Linked DNA regions of Solanum lycopersicum: region 2 is linked to region 1. Evidence: chromatin contacts called from public HiChIP or PLAC-seq data. All regions are on one chromosome and are shown on one strand. The core of a region is the stretch at or near the end of the contact, and the rest is flanking DNA. Distances in the headings are between cores, read along the strand shown.

Region 1 (5,251 bases), core at 2,039-4,538:
CATTCCGTGGGATAGGGTTGACGAAGTAATCATCCCAGTCAACATCAACGACAAACTTCATTGATTCCTTGTTGTATTCCAGATCAAAAGTAGATGTCTATATGTCTATGATTCGATGATGGGAGGATTTGTTCACTCAAGAAAAGTTAAAGAAGTTGTTGATAAACTTGCAACCATGATTCGTTTATTTCTGACGAGCACAGGGTTTTATGGCAAAAGGCTTGATTTGTATGCGAATAATCTCCCTGATTATCAACAGAAGTCTCATTCTGAACCTCTCAGTATCAAGAATGTTACACATGTTCCTCAACAAGAAGAAAGTTCAAAGTATGTATACTTGTTATATATTTTTTCTTCATCTTAGATTAAATTTTCTTTATAGTCATTAGAAAATTTTTATAATTTCAATTTTTTTACAGTGATTGTGGTCTATGCACATCTCTCTTTGCCGAATACATGAGCAATGATGTTTTTTGATATATCTCATATTGATATCGATTCAAAATATCATCGTCAAAGATATTGTAAATTACTTTGAAATTATGAAAAATTGAAGAATGATGATTGCGCAATAAGTGAAAGTGAAGTTACAGAAACAGTTTCTAGCAAGAAGGTGGACCTCGAACTCATAAAAAACAAGTTATGGACACCACCAATTATCCTACTCCAAAATTCTGTAACAGGAAGTAGAAATCTTCATGGCACAATGCACATTTTTTTTAATGATATGTTTTTTTAACTTATGAACAATTTATGTGATTTCCCAGTTTTTTATTATGATTACTGATAGTTTATATAAATTATTACTGATTATTACTAATTAAAAAAAGGTGTCTCACTTTGTATAAATTTTGAACGCAACAAGAAAATATAAAAAATTGTATGAATCATGTGTGAACATTATATGAATTATGAATGTCATATTATAGTTTGATATATAGAACATAGACAAATGTTATATAACTATTTTTTTAAATTTTTATACAAATGGTAGTCTGCTTCACTATGTATTTATAAATTTTAAATGTGTATGATATTTGTATAAATTGCACTTTTTAATATGTAATGTTAAATTCTTATATGCATAATGTATGAAAATTATATGAAATAGTACTGACATATGATTCAATATGACAATATGAATAAATATATAATTATACCTTAATAAATGTGTATGACTTTTGCATAAAAAATTTTTGTATGAATATTGTATACTTTCAAATTCAAAATAGAAACAAATGTTACTTATATTACTGGTATGAATATCGTATGAAAAATGTTTGAATTATATCATATTATAATTTGATATGTAAAACATAAACATACATTGTTTTTTATGCAAATATTGCTTGTATAAATTTTGTATATATTCCTCATTCAATATGCAATAACTGTATGCATACTATATGAATATTATATGACTTATTAATGGTAAGGAATGTTAATATATGAACAGTTGTATATAGAATGCACGACCTTTGTATGAAAAGTAATATGATTCAATAAAAAAAACATGTGTATAACAATTTAAATACCCAAAAACATGGATGTAATAGTAGGAAATAATTATTTTTGTACAGGATAATTTGAACATGTCTTCCTACTGTGTCCTACTTGATGGCATCTACTGCATGTGCTTTTTGTCCTCTTGAATTTCACATCAGCGAATCCCTTCTAGCGTTCAAATTTGGGTCTTCCTGCTGATCTTTTTTGGACAGGGTGGAATCATTTTAGGCTCAGAAATATAACTTGGTATATCCCATGCACTCTTACATGGGATAGGCTCGACAGGAATGGCATAAGCATCTTTGAAATTCTTGAGGCTATAAAAAGCAGAATAGAAATCTGCTTCATGTAACTTCCTGTACCAGAGAACTGCAATTGCATGACCACACGGTATATCATAATGTTGAAATCCTCCGCAACTACACATCCTTGTGTTCAAATTTAATATGTATTTCTTTGCTCCTTCAGCTACAGCATGCAGATCAACAGTTGAAGGTATCACCTATGTAAAAGAGAAAAAAAATTATACATGCCACTAAATATTTAGAAGTAAAAATACAATACAGTGAAACAGATACCCTCATATTACACGACAACGCAATACTTTTCTGTAGATAAATATCATATTTTTTGTCAGATCAGATGTTGTCTTATCAGCCTCCTCATTATGCTTGTGAATCCAACTCTGAATTGTTACCCTCATAAACTCGAGAAGTGAAATCACTGGTAACCACCTTGCTAACCTGTTAACATTATTCAATGACTCTGCGATGTTTGAAGTCATGGTCCATGTGCGCTTACAATTCGAGTAAGCTCTTGACCATTTGATATAACCAATATCAAACAAGTATGGTTATATGCGCGTATCTATCTGATCTATTCTTCCCATAATTGTCTCAAACTTTTGTTTTGTACAAGTTTTTGCCAATGAAAAGAACAAAATCTTCAAATCTTCATTATTTCTATTGAAATTCTTCAACACATTGACTGACAGATGTCATATGCATGCATAATGTTTTGATTCAGGATATACCTTAGCAGTCCCTTTCCATATGCTTTCATTTCGGTCCGACATAAAATACATATTTTGTCTAACTCAATAAGCTTCTTTAAACTGCTCAGAGAACCAAGTCCATGAAACATCGTTTTTAGAATCTACTATCGCATACGCCAACGGAGGTCTATGACCTGCTCATTATTTTTTCAAAAAAAAAAATCACACAAATCAGAAATATAATTTATACATTTTTTCATTATATTATATAATCAGAAAATTAAATAGGATAAAAATTTACCTCCCGTATCCATTGTGCTGACAGTTAACATTGTACCACCATATGAACATTTTAATCTCGCACCATCAACAACTACAATTGGCCTACAATATTTCCAACCTCTAATACAAGCTTCTAACGCAACAAATGCGTATAAACATGTATCACCTTCTTTCCTTTTAATTTTTAAAACAGATCCTGCATATGTTTGCTCCAAAATATAAAATTAACAGTCCAATTCATACAAAAAATATATACATTTTATACATAAAGAATACACAAAAACATAACAGTCTAATACAATGAGTAATCTTTAAATTTATTCTTATTTCAAAATTACTAGGTAATTTTGCATAGGACTCTGCTGGATCTCCGCGCACCAACTTTACTACTTTTTCTTTAGCTCTACATGCATGTATGTACGTCAACGAAACGCCATGCAATTTCAACATATCATCAGCTATATCTTTTGGAGTATATACCTTAGATGGATCAATATACTTCTCCATTATCAAGACAACTACAACGTCAGTTATCCCCTAATGTCTGGCATAAACTCTTTCTCCAACAGAACAAGTGTGTTGAGCGATATACTTCCTAACTTTGAATACATTTGATTTATTCCAACTATAAGCCCTCATCATCCAAGAACAAGTTTTAGAAATAAAATCCAGGTGATAACTTTTTCAAAATTAAGAAAATATACATTATAATTATATACAGTTAAATAAAAAAATAAAAAATTAAATTTTTTTTGCTCACTTACTTAGATCCATTAGAACGCCCAATACGAAAACTGAATTTTTCAACAAGTCCAACATGCCTCATAACCTCCTTAAGGGTTTCTTTAATATTATAAATCTAATTATCAGCTACAAAAAGGTTGGAATGGTCACATATTATATCATTATCCATTTCACTATTATCATTGACAACCCCGTCTAAATTCATTCCGACCAAACTGATAGAATTGTTGGAGTACAAATCAATGTTAGTCTGTGATAATCTAACATCAGAGTTTATTCTATCAGTAATTATAACTCCATGACCTTCGTACTGCTCACGATCTTTCAAAGTGATGCATAATGGATATTTTGTAAAGAAATCCAAATTCACCATCATCTGATCTAGAAAAACCATTACCCCAACATCATTATGAATTTTAATACGTGGACACATTTTGCTAACAATATATTTTATCTCAATAGAATTTATATTTTCTTCTATATTAATTTGAGTTACTATAGCATTAACTAAACCAATATAAAGAGTAGAAGTATCATATAGGATGCCCTCCATCTCAAAGTCGACGTATTTTCCTGTTTCACAACATTAACATTACATTTAGTGCACCACATAATAAAATTATAAAATTACTCATACACAATTTATATATAATTCACTGATATATACATAAAAAAAATTCAATTTCATACACAATTAATCCAATGTCTATACACAATTCATATATATGTATTATATCAATTATAAAAAATCAACTCATACACAAATACTATATAATTAACTGATACATACAATCTAAAATTCACTTTCATACACAATTTATACAGTTTATTAAAAATTTAATACACAATTAATTCAACCTTTATACAAAATTAATATATATATATATATATATATATATATATATATATATATATATATATATATATATATATATATATATATATAAAATAAATCAATCACTGATATATACAATAAAAAAATGGGCTTTCATACATATTTCATACAATGTATTGATACATTACATACATAAATAATATAGTTTTCATATTTCATCAATATACAAAATTTTATCACCTGACAGTTTAAGTATAATATGAAGTGACTTTTACCAAAAATTCACATTTCATATAATGTTAAAAAAATATTAATACAAATTGTCAGACTTTGTTCATATTTTTTTCAAAATAAAACTGCACAATGATTCAAAATCTGTAAATTTTTGTATTTTCTTCAGTAATCAATTATCACACCAATCTTCATTTAAATTACACATAAGAAGAAAATTATTATTTTACTTAATAATTTTCATAGTATCAGAAAAATATCGTAATTGTATCACAAAAAAATATATCATATCAGCATCTGTAATATAACAGAAATATAAAAAAACGACATATTCCATACATGACAACAAAAAAATATATATAATAACAACCAATAATTTATACTTAAAACATAACAAATCATAAATAAAAACTAACCTGATGAATTCCACTTGCCACCATGTTTAATTAATATTGACACAATGTTCTCCATCAAATTAAATCTAATCGTTTTCAACGTCAAATTTTAAGAATTTTTTAAAAAAACGAAAAAAATATATCAATATTCAAATATCATAATAATCCTCACTTTCTGAAAAAAAATCAAGCAATGCACGTTTAAGGAAAGAAAATAACATATTAAAATTTTTTAAGGATTAAAATCATAACTTATTAGCATTT
Region 2 (5,251 bases), core at 1,656-4,155, 170 kb after region 1:
GTTCTCAAGCTTGTTAAGAGTAAGTTTGTGGTGGTATATAGTCAGAGGATCGGATGGGATTTTTTTTTGGGGGGGGGGGGGGGGGAGATTTAACATGTGAGCTATGAAACCATACAAGTAAATGAGCAAAATGAAGCAAATATTCGAGAAGGAAAACGTTAATAATTATTAATATTAACATTATAAATTTGGTCCAAAGAATATACCAATTACTGATTTGACCAAATCCGAACGCAAAGTCGCACAACAACGACAATGTTAAGAGATGGGAGATGTTCTTGATCTCTCTGCAATGATGAAAAATAACAATGTGTATGTAATTTATAATGCATTGACTTGAGCAATATGCTTGTGAGGTTGGCTAACTGCTGGATGCATATGAATATATTAATCAAAATGAAGCTTATCATGTCAATGTTTGATGAAATTTATTAGGTGCTTGCAGAATTTATGGCAGTCTTCAAATGAAAAATATATATTACGCTCTATCTAAAATTAATCCGAAAAGTCGCCTTCTACATGCGTACATCTAAATATAAGGCACTCATGTACAAACAAGTTTCGGCGAGTATGATTTCAGTGATAGTTATATATGGATGACATTAACTTCCTTCAATAACAGTATTGTCTTCGGGATGATAGCTTTCTTCGACAGTACAATTGTTTTGATTTTTTGAAGATTACTAATTTTTCTCATTTATAAAGAGGTCAATATCTCACCTTGTTCATCAAACATACGGAAACTTGTTAATGAATTTTTCCTCTCTTATTTTCTGTCTCTCATAAGAATAAAGGAATACATCAGATATTTGTTTAATCATAGTTGAAGTTTTCATTACTGCATATATATATATATATATATATATATATATATATATATATATATATATATATATATACGCGTGGAAAAAATGGAATGTGAAGGGGTTTGCTCCAAATATATCAGCCAAAAAATAGAAAAAAATTTGACTTGCATTCAATGTGTTTCATGCTCTGAGGAAAAGCAAGTGAGGTTGTTCTTCAGCGAGTTTATGATTTTTCACTTCCACAACCTGGTAAAACACGGAATTTTTATTAACACAAAAATAGATTAACTTAAGTTACAAAAGAAATTTATTTTTTACCTGAAAGCCAACATTTTGATAAAGCTTTTGTGCAGGTCCATTGTTTGTATGTACATGCACAAACACCTTTTCTGCACCTATTACACAAACAACAGATTTAGTCTTTTCGTGATTGATTCTACAACTGTTGCATCCAAATTATATTGCTTACCATATTCTTTAGCCAATCTAATAGCAAAATTCAACATGTTTCTTGCAACACCTTTCCTTCGAGAAGATTTCAGAACACATAAATTTGCAATATAACCATATCTATTAATGGATGATCTCTCAATGTTGCTCAAATCAGGGGCATTCACCCTTCCCTGTTGAATTGAAGACATTTCAAATCTTGACGGGAAAATTGTTACTTATTTATTCAGATTAATTACCCCGGGAAAAGACTCTCCACTTGACAAGTGCCCGATGATTAAATCTAGTGTCCCAACGACACTGTTAAGTACTGTATGTCTGATAATTTTATCTTCTGCCCGTACCTGTTGATGTCAACAGTACATATCAGATATGATGAACTAAAACAAGTTTGAAGCTAATTTTCTTGCAAGACAAGAGTTGAAGAAAAATAATATTATGTGAAGGTAAATTTCTGTTTACAGATTTATTTATACCGCAACAATGCAGGTGCATCTTTGCCCAATTTGTGATTTGCATCTTCTTTTCAAGGCATTAAACTCCTGCATAGTGGAACTATGAGATATTATGCACTGCGCATACGTTTTTCATGTAACACTTGTAAATTACCTGCTCTGCATATTTCCTTTTATAGTTATTGACGAATCTGCATTATCAAAGACGAAAATGATTAAAGATTTCTTGTAGTTAACTATCCAATCCGACCCATTAGCTTTTGACTTCCCTGATTATTCGTGAAGCCATAGGTTTTTACTAACCCATTGATTTATTTTTTAATCTATGATAAGTATGGTTGGATTGGATATTTTATCCGATCCTACCAAAGGTAGGGTGTGTTGGTTGATGGTATAATAATAATACCATTATTGCATAAAAATTGTCATAATATGATGGATCATTTATATTAATTAAAGTACGATATAAAGAATTCATATAGCCAATTCCGACTAGTTGATTAATGATTCATTTATATGCATACTTTTTAAGTGCATAACAGGGTAGGGTGCATACCGATCATGTTGGCGATTTTCCCAGTGAGATTCAGCTCGCAGCCATGCTGCTCTCTGTCAATTATTAAAGCTAAACATAGTGAAAACACGAGCTATTGGATCTTAAATTATGAAGAAGGATACTAACCCAATATTCTTCATCAAGCACTGCTTCATGTGCCATGAACTGATGTCGATTTTCCTGATCCAACACTTGTTCATCCAATCGATCACAATGGAGATTCGATTTGCATGTTGATTCAGTCTCAGATTGTGGAATGGCATATCGCAATTCTCTAAATACTTGTTTCTTCCCCTTGCTTGAGGAATTGAGATTCGATGATCTTGCTGACATTATCAAGAATGCTGAAATACTCTCATGTATTGCCCTTTTACAAAAAGAATTTGTGAGGTAACCACTAGAAGTAGCCATTGTTGACATTCTCTTCTAAAATTAATAATTAGGATCTTTCTTGATTCTTGAGCACCAAACAGAGAGCACGAACTCAATAAAAGTAATTTTATTTTCCTCTTTTTGTCTCACTTTCTACCTTTAACTTCTCATATTAGAGTTGCACAAAACTATATTTAATCACGACTGTGGATAAAGGAGGAGATACTAATCACAAGTGTGGAAAAAAGAGGAGATAGCACACTGATTGATTTTTACTTTCTTACTTCTCATATTAAGGTAAAACTTATCTGAATCGCGTGTTTATATTAAATCAATACATACATGTTTTGTGTTGAAACTTATTGTTCATTTTACTTTATTAAACCACTGACATTATTTCTTTTCCTTTGCTTACTTTGGTATATTAACAATATCATAAATTCCACAATTTCTAAAATAATTTTTATTTATAAAAGTATTCTCCATAAATATGATAGAAAGAATATAAATACAATTAATAAATATAATATTTTTTTTTAATATACTCTACCAAACATTCCTAATGCCTAGAGTTTTTGTCAATGTGCTGGTAAATTTTGGTTGTCCTTGTCCAATTTTTTTTTGGTTTCTTTCGGTTGTCCTTATGCGAAAAAAATAAAATTATTTTTCACCTAGTGTTAAATATTCATATTAAAATTGAACTAAATATAAATTTAAATATCAAAAAATTCCATTTAAAAGGAAAAATATTTCTTAACAATAACACTTTCATATCTAAAAGCACTCAAATTCAAAACCTCATAAATAAATAAATAAAATTATCACTTCACTGCAACCTCCTTACGCAAATTTGAGTTGTGGAGCACATGGGTTTGGAAAGGAAACCGTTAGTGGATACAATTATTAGGTAAAGGTATGTATATCATTGTCATCCATATGTGGATCTATAGCAGCCGCCCAATTGCTTCCTTGTCCTCCTCGCGTTACATTTGAATATCTTAATACCAAATTGGGATCACAGATTTTAGGCTACCTTTGTCTTTTTTTAAAACAATTGACTTGTTAAGTTGTCTATTTATTGACATATATTTTTGGGTATGTAGCAAGAATTGATGAGAAATAGAGGGAAGGAGAGGAACTTGAAAAGCTGGAAACTTGAAAAGTCGTCTTATGCTTTAATAAAAAAGGCAATTGTCCCTCATCGGTAATGGAAAGGAAAATAGGAGAGTTTAAATACATAAACACTCTTATTAATTGTTAAAAGGGTTGGAAAGAGGGACCCCCCTCGTGCCGTTGTCGCTTCGGCTTCCGGTTTAATTTAAAATTCCCGTCATGACTATTCTGAAAGGTTGCAACTTTCAGGAACTGTCAATACCATTTGAAAGGTTGCAAACTTTCATTAATGATCGTGTCCACTGAGTCTTCAGAATATTTTCTAACGAATTTTCTGGTCTTCCTTCTTCTTCTAAACACATATTTCTTCGTGTTATATTCCAAATCAAACCTCGGATACTACAGGGGAATAATTTTCTCAAAGGGGCATTCTGAATTCAGTGGACTTGATTTTCTTCCAAACTAAAAGTTTATTTCAGATTCTGGTAAGTTTTTGCAGATTTAAGTATTGTTGAGAAATAAATTTTTCTGTTCATCTTGCTTACTGGTTCTATAAATTTCAGTTACTTTGTGTTTCTAAACAATTTATTAAAATCAGTAATTTTCTAGTTTTGATAACACAGGTTGGTTGACAATCTTAAGGAAATTAATTTTTTGAAATCAATGTTTCTGGTGGAGACAAAAATCTTCGTGATTTTATACTCCTTTAACAGAAATGGCAAACACTGGTGTTACAGTGGCTGTTGCTGCACCAACCTGAATTCTTGTACCACAAGCAGAGAAACCGGGTAAATTCACAGGTGTGAATTTCAAAGGATGGCAGCAACGAGTATTTTTATGGATTACCACTCTTCGTCTGTAGAAATTTACAAGTGAAGATACTCCAGTTCCTGCTGATGATATGCCAGACAGGGAAAAATTCATGATTATTGAAGCATGGAAACAGTCAGACTTCCTATGTAAAGGTTACATTTTGAGTGTTTTAGAGGATGACTTATATAATGTCTATAGTGCAATAACAACTTCAAACGAGTTGTGCGATGCACTTGAGAAGAAATATAAGACAGAAGATGTATGCTTGAAAAAGTTTGTGGTTGCAAAGTTTTTAGACTATAAAATAGTAGATAATAAAACTGTTGGATCACAAGTGCAGGAACTTCAACTTGTTCTCCATGATTTGATTGCTGAAGATATGGTAGTAAATGAAGCTTTTCAAGTGTCTGCAATGAATGAGAAGTTACCTCCTTCGTAGAACGATTTCAAGAATTATCTAAAGCACAAGCGTAAAGAAATGAAGCTTGAAGATCTTGTGATACGGCTCAAGATTGAGGAAGATAACAAAAACGTCGAAAAGAAGTTGTGTAAGAGTTCAACAATTATTGGAGTTAATATTGTTGAAGAAGATCCTACCAAAAACAAAAAGAGAAAGAAGTCCAACGGCCAGAAGTCAGAATATGCCAAGAAGAAATTCAAAGGCAACTGTTACAATTATGGCAAGA

What was found. HiChIP or PLAC-seq counts read pairs in DNA pulled down with a chosen protein or histone mark.
Region 2: a contact with region 1 is called in an RNA polymerase II HiChIP or PLAC-seq map of leaf, with 6 times the contacts expected there. The contact joins the promoter of LOC101263025 here to the promoter of LOC138348810 in region 1. A contact is called at or near these places in 1 of 1 promoter capture datasets (leaf), 4 of 8 Hi-C or Micro-C datasets (leaf and leaf mesophyll) and 1 of 1 datasets of contacts at active chromatin or transcription factors (leaf).

The regions. Positions count from the first base shown.
Region 1 is chr5:40,587,732-40,592,982 of SLM_r2.1, forward strand. LOC138348810 reads right to left here and starts at 3,289. Exons shown (of 3, transcript XM_069298391.1): 1 at 3,121-3,289; 2 at 2,802-2,978; 3 at 2,603-2,694. The coding sequence starts at 3,289. The coding sequence ends at 2,603. It overlaps LOC138348809, which reads right to left and starts at 2,290. Exons shown (of 2, transcript XM_069298390.1): 1 at 2,096-2,290; 2 at 1,682-2,008. The coding sequence starts at 2,290. The coding sequence ends at 1,682.
Region 2 is chr5:40,762,214-40,767,464 of SLM_r2.1, forward strand. It overlaps LOC101263025 (GCN5-related N-acetyltransferase 6, chloroplastic-like), which reads right to left and starts at 2,906. Exons shown (of 8, transcript XM_004239270.5): 1 at 2,394-2,906; 2 at 2,268-2,320; 3 at 1,866-1,902; 4 at 1,733-1,798; 5 at 1,496-1,600; 6 at 1,276-1,429; 7 at 1,125-1,201; 8 at 742-1,052. The coding sequence starts at 2,687. The coding sequence ends at 987.